2 separate regions of the Neogale vison genome follow, and region 2 is linked to region 1. A link is a contact called in public Hi-C data. All regions are on one chromosome and are shown on one strand. The core of a region is the stretch at or near the end of the contact, and the rest is flanking DNA. Distances in the headings are between cores, read along the strand shown. Region 1 has its middle 74 kb from the start of SWAP70. Region 2 holds the start of ADM (pro-adrenomedullin).

Region 1 (2,874 bases), core at 232-2,731:
CTCAGCCCAGAACCAGTCCTTTCTGGGCCCATCTACAGAGCCCTCTGCCCTATAGCTCAAGCCCCTGAGCAAGTGACATTTCCAGAGTACACTGTCACCACTAACTCCAGTGTCACAGCTCAGCCTGGGCTGCAGAAAGCTGGGGCCTCTTCTCTGTTAATTTTCTCCAGCTCCTCAGAGGCTGGGCCTGAGGCCCAGTGAAGTCACAGTTTGGGAGGCAGCCCTGGCTCCCTGCCGCCCACGGAGGCTATATTTGGAGCAAGACAACTCCCTACAGACATAGACTAGGGACCCACCCTGCTGCGCTGCCCCAACCAATTTTACCTATCCAAGCAGTGTGAGCGTCACTCACATTCGCACGTACCTGCTTATTCATTCTTTCGGTCCCTCACTGATTCATTCCCCATAGAGTTACTGATCCCCTCGTATGACGGGCCAGGCACAGCAGGATGTGTGGTGGGCATGTGTGTGTGTGTGCAAGTATATGTGGGTATCTATGTAGAAATGGGGACGGCAGAACATACTCTCAGCACCCTCCTCAGGGTTCCACGCTGCCTGTGACTCAGGATCGGGGCTCAGCGGCATCTGCGGGCACCTGTGAGCCTGTGCGTGCAGGCACGTGCTCTCCAAGGAGGCAGCTGTGACTCAGCCATACGCGGCGTCTGTACCGTACCTGTGCGGATAGGACTGTGTGTGCCACTCGAGCCCTTGCCCCCAGGGGGTGCGGGAAGCAGTTGTGACTGACTCAGCTGCATTCCAGGACTGGGTGCCCCCAGGCCAGCTGTGAGTTTACACCTTGCTCACTTGCCAAGCCAAACAGCCAGTGCTGGGTGCACATATTCTGCACAGAGTGTGCAGGGACAAAGTCCCAAGTCAGCGGCCTCCAGTAAGGGATCCGGGCCCCACTGCTTCCGCCCCTCCCCTGGCAAAGGGCCCTCATCCCAACCTCTCCGGCCTGGCCTCCTGGAGCCTAGAGACTGTGCCCCATGCGGACTCCTCCGTCTCCCCCACCCACGAGTGCCAGGTCTGCGTACATTAGGAACCAGGCTGAGGGGTACAGAGCGGCCAGCCCAATCCATTTTCTTCCCATACCCCAACCTCTCCCGTTTCAGCCATGATCCCATCTTTCTCCACCTCCCAGTTGCAGCCTTAGCAGGCACAACCCCGGCAGCATTTCCAGCCTCTGGGGCTCCAGATCCCCAGCCTCAGTTATGGCACCGCCTGGTCCCTCCCTGGTCTTCTTCCTCTGTGCTCCTTGACCCGTCTATCCCCGGCGGTCTCTCTCCTTATCTGCCCAAGGGTCTATCTTTGTCTCTTTCCGAGGCAGACTGTCTGCAGCAGAGGCTTCACAGGAGTGGAGGTGCTGACAGGGTGGGGGTGTGGGGAGGCCACTTGGTGTCGCTTCTTGAGCCTTATCAGCAAAACCGAAGTTCCTGCTCAGGGCTCAGGCTGGAATTTCGCCCTGGATGACCTTGCTCCGTTTGCTGGGGCCTCCGCAGGGACAGCCAGGGTCAGACCAGTCAGGAAACAGGCCCCTGCTTGTTGGCTGCTCCCCCTCCCTCCTCACCCACTCTCATCCCGGTCCTGGGGGCCCCCCAGCCAAGCCTGTCCACAGACGACACAGAGGGGAGAGGACTGTCCCTTCCTAGGCTCTTACAGGAACAGGGCCCGGGCTGGGTGTGCTGGGGGCAGCAGGGAGGGGTGAGCCATGACCTGAATGCCTCAAACTATCAGCAGGGCACTTCCCAGGTTCCCCAAGCAGGCAGGCACTGCAGGCCTGTGGTACATGCCCAAGGGCTGGGAGAGGCTCTGAGTCCGGACACCTGGGTTTTGTCCCCCATCCACCACTGCCTGCCCTTGGGCAATTACCACATTCCCCTCATCGGTAAAGCAGGGAAAAAACAACACCTTTTTGGGCTGTTGATGACACAGTGGTACTGCCCACGGCCGCCTCCGGTAGGCTCAGTGCCCATGGGTTTCCTCAGTCCTTGGCAGACACGGCCACCACCCACTGGCGCTCCCACCCGCCCCAATGGGACCGCCCTACTGCGGGTGCGACAAGGGACGGCAGCGCGGCCGGGAACGTGGCCGCGGCGCACGCCTGCCACCTGGCGGCCCCCAGCGGCATCGCCCAGGCCGGCATCCTGCATCCCCGTCTCTTCCTCGCCACGCGCTGCAGGGACACAGGGTCATTCCCCCAAAAGGCACCAACAGCTCACTGCTCCTGAGTCTGGGCTGCTTCAGGACCTGCCAGGAAGACTCTGGATAGGGGGCTCGTCTCTTATGGGGGCGGTCGTGTCCCTCCTTCCAGCGGAAAGTAGGCCTGAGACCCCGGGCAACCATGGTCCATTGTCCCTGGAGGGTGGGATTAGAGCGGTATTTTATTCTCTCTGCATACTTCCTTTGTCTCCATTTTCCACATTTGGTATGTACTACTTTGTGATGAGAAAAAACTACAAACATTTTTTTAAAGATTTTATTTATTTTGGGGAGTGGTCAAAGGGAAAGAGAGAGAATCCCAAGCAGATGCTGCACCCAGCTTGAAACCGGGTTCAAGGATGCGGGGATGCGGGGCTAGATTCCACTACCCTGAGATCATGAGCTGAGCTGAAATCAAGTCGGTTGCTTAACTGACTGGGCCACCCGAGAGCCCCCAAACGTTATTTAAAAAAAAAAAAAAAAAATCAGGGAGGGGGCCTAATTGACTTGTCCATCAGGGAATTTTGAAAGACTTTCTAGTATCTCTATTAGGAGAAATAGAGACTAGGACTTGAGACCCTAGGACTGATGGTCCATCCTTCACATAAACTGGCATTAACTCTCTTAGGAAAGGCAAGAAAAAGTAGCCCCAGCCTCAGCACAGGGTGGCGTAAA
Region 2 (2,750 bases), core at 189-2,688, 510 kb before region 1:
GCGCCGGCGCCGGCGGCCGTACCCCTGGGGGCTAATCTTGCTCCTGGGGGCGACGCCGTCCTTGTCCTTGTCCGTGAACTGGTAGATCTGGTGCGCCAGTTTCTGCACGGTGCATGTGCCGAAACGGCAACCGAAGCTCCGCAGGCCCTGGAAATTGTTCATACTCTGGCGGTAGCGTTTGACTCGGATGCGGGCAGCGTCCGGACTGCTGGGAAAGGGAAGGAAGGTAACATGAGACCCCTATCAAACAGGGCTTTGGCCCCAGCCACAAAGAATCCGAGCCATTCAAGGACCAGAGGGGACTGGAAACTGCTACCGCCGTCTGAACCGCCAGACAGCCCTGACGATCCCCTAGGGCCAGGGTAGTGGAGGAGATTTCCCCGTGCCCACCCAGCTTCAGTGCAGGGCATAGTTACCTGGCCTGGGGGTTGCGAGAGGCGCCCTTCACGTCCTGGGGCCGAATGAGATTCTGGGCAGGCCCGGCCTTCACGTCCGTGAGCCCGGTGGCATAGTTGCTGGACACCCGAAGTTCCCTCTTCCCGCGACTGAGAGCCCACTTATTCCACCTAGAAAACACAGACAGACTCGATTCGCATGCATCCAGGCGAGGTCCCGGTCCCGACCGACTCCTATCTACTTCCAACTCGGGGCAAATAGCCAGTTTCCCTCGTCTCCCAGGTGCAAGGATTGGAGACGGAGCTATCTGCGACTCACTTCTTTCGGAACTCTGACGCCACGTCGAGCCGTGCGGTGTCCGCGCCCAAGAAGGCGAGGGAGCCCAGGTACATGAGGGCGACGGGAACCAACTTCATGCTGGCGGCGATGCGCAGACCCTGGAAGGAGAGACAGGGACCGAGCGTGAGCACCCCACCAGCAGCAGGGCCCGGGCGGGGCACAGAGGGCGGGGGTGGGGGGCGCTGGCCGACTCAGCTTGCGCTCCGCCTGGCTCAGACGCTTATCTCGCCCGGGCGCAGAGAGGCGCCAGCGGCATTTGCACCCGCCGGGCGGGTGACGGCCCCGGAGGGGAGGCCTCTGCCCAGAGCCAGGCTCCCTCCCAGAGATTTCCTGCTCGACTTCTGGGAATTTGGGTGGCACAGTAGGAAGGACTGGGTCTCTGCAGTTCCAATGGTGTGCACGGCTGGGCCCAGTGTATGGGACGCAATCCACAGAGAACCTTACAAAATGGGTTGTAACCCTCACCCACTACACTCCTCGACTCCAGTACTCAAAAGTCCGTCCTCCCCGCGCCCCCCGCCACACAGCGTATCCGCCCAGCCTGCGGCGCCTACCTGCTGATGGGGTGATCTGCCAAGATCTGGGAGAATATAAAGTCTGAGACGTCGCTCTGGCACTGGGAAAACCCTAGCGTCCAAGCTGCGATGAGAAACCAGAGGTTGCAAGGCTCTCGAGTTGTTCCGCCTAATGTCACCAAGAAACCACTGACTGGCCGGCTCTGGTTCCTCGGCTTTATAGGAGCACAGGGGGCGGGGCCTGAGCTGCCCTTGCACCCTCCCATTCTTCGGGCGCGCGCGGGCTTCTGCTCTGTAGCGCGCGCATTGCTTGTCCCAAGGTTTGGGGGTGGAGGGGTGGGGGTCCCTCGTACCAGAAGACTCAGACCGGAGCTCCAAAGGTTGTTGTAGGAACTGTCACAACCCTAACTCCCAGGGCACAAACTTCAGAATATAAACCAGGGCGAAGTAGAGCCGATACCACCTCTTGGGGTCCTTACTCAGGACCTGTGCAACCCAGAGTGCGAGGCCTACTGGCACAGAACTGCGAGAGTCAGCGGGGGGTACCACGGGGATATCCGGAGCCCCGGCCCTCGGGAGCGGTGGCCTCGAGTGGACCGCGCCCCCTGCCGGCTAGGCTCCTGACCTGGACGCGACCCCAGACTCCCCCGGAGCCGCAGGGGCAGGACACCCAGCAGAGACTAGAGGAGTGGGGCTCGCCAGCACCCCCAGAGAGGCTGAGACTCCAAAGTTCTGGGATGGGCTAGTAAGATTTCGCAATAGGGGCAAGTCTCGGAAAGGCTGATTTGAGAATTGGGATTTGGAGGGGAGAATTATCTGAAGTTTCAGAATTGAATTGCCTATTTGGAAATAAGGGAATAACCAAAATTAGAATGGACAATGCTGTTTCGTTCCTCACCCTCCCCCCTTGTAATACAGTTATTCCTCACAAGGGTACAACCTGAGAGTTTGCCTTGATGCCCTCGGAGATTTCATTCACCCATTGTTTGTTGTTTTTAAAGATTTTATTTATTTATTTCACACAGCGATCACAAGTAGGCAGAGAGGCTGGCAGAAAGAGAGGAGGAAGCAGGCTCCCCGCTGAGCAAAGAGCCTGATGCCAGGCTCCATCCCAGGACACGGGGAGATCATGACCTGAACTTAAGGCAGAGGCTTTAACCCGCTGAGCCACCCAGGCACCCCTGTTGTTGTTTTTTTAAAAGTTTTTATTTATTTGACAGAGAAAGACATAGGGATAGAGGGAACACAAGCAGTGGGGAGTGGGAAAGGGAGAGGGAGAAGCAGGCTTCCCATTCAGCAGGGAGCCCAATGTGGAGCTGGATCCCAGGATCTTGGGATCATAACCAGAGCCAAAGGCAGACACCCAATGACTGAGCCATGGAGGCGCCCCTTCATTCACCCATTGAAAACGTGAGGATTTACTGCCCAGGAGCACACTAATGCTCCACGTATGTTAATCGCTGTAGAGTTTACAGAAAACAGCCACCTCCTGATCTTTGA

Evidence for each region. A called contact is a pair of places that touch in the nucleus more often than the background predicts.
Region 2: a Hi-C map of muscle shows a contact between it and region 1, with 5 times the contacts expected there. The contact joins the promoter of ADM here to the enhancer-like site in region 1. A contact is called at or near these places in 2 of 3 Hi-C or Micro-C datasets (muscle and tongue).

The regions. Positions count from the first base shown.
Region 1 is chr7:157,911,643-157,914,516 of ASM_NN_V1, reverse strand. No RefSeq gene overlaps it. Among named protein-coding and RNA genes, the nearest start is that of SWAP70, 74 kb to the right of the region's middle. Within about 2 kb of position 1,481, the one cell type or tissue checked has open chromatin away from gene starts, as enhancers often do.
Region 2 is chr7:158,423,041-158,425,790 of ASM_NN_V1, reverse strand. It overlaps ADM (pro-adrenomedullin), which reads right to left and starts at 1,438. Exons shown (of 4, transcript XM_044258815.1): 1 at 1,290-1,438; 2 at 715-833; 3 at 417-566; 4 at 1-205. The coding sequence starts at 812.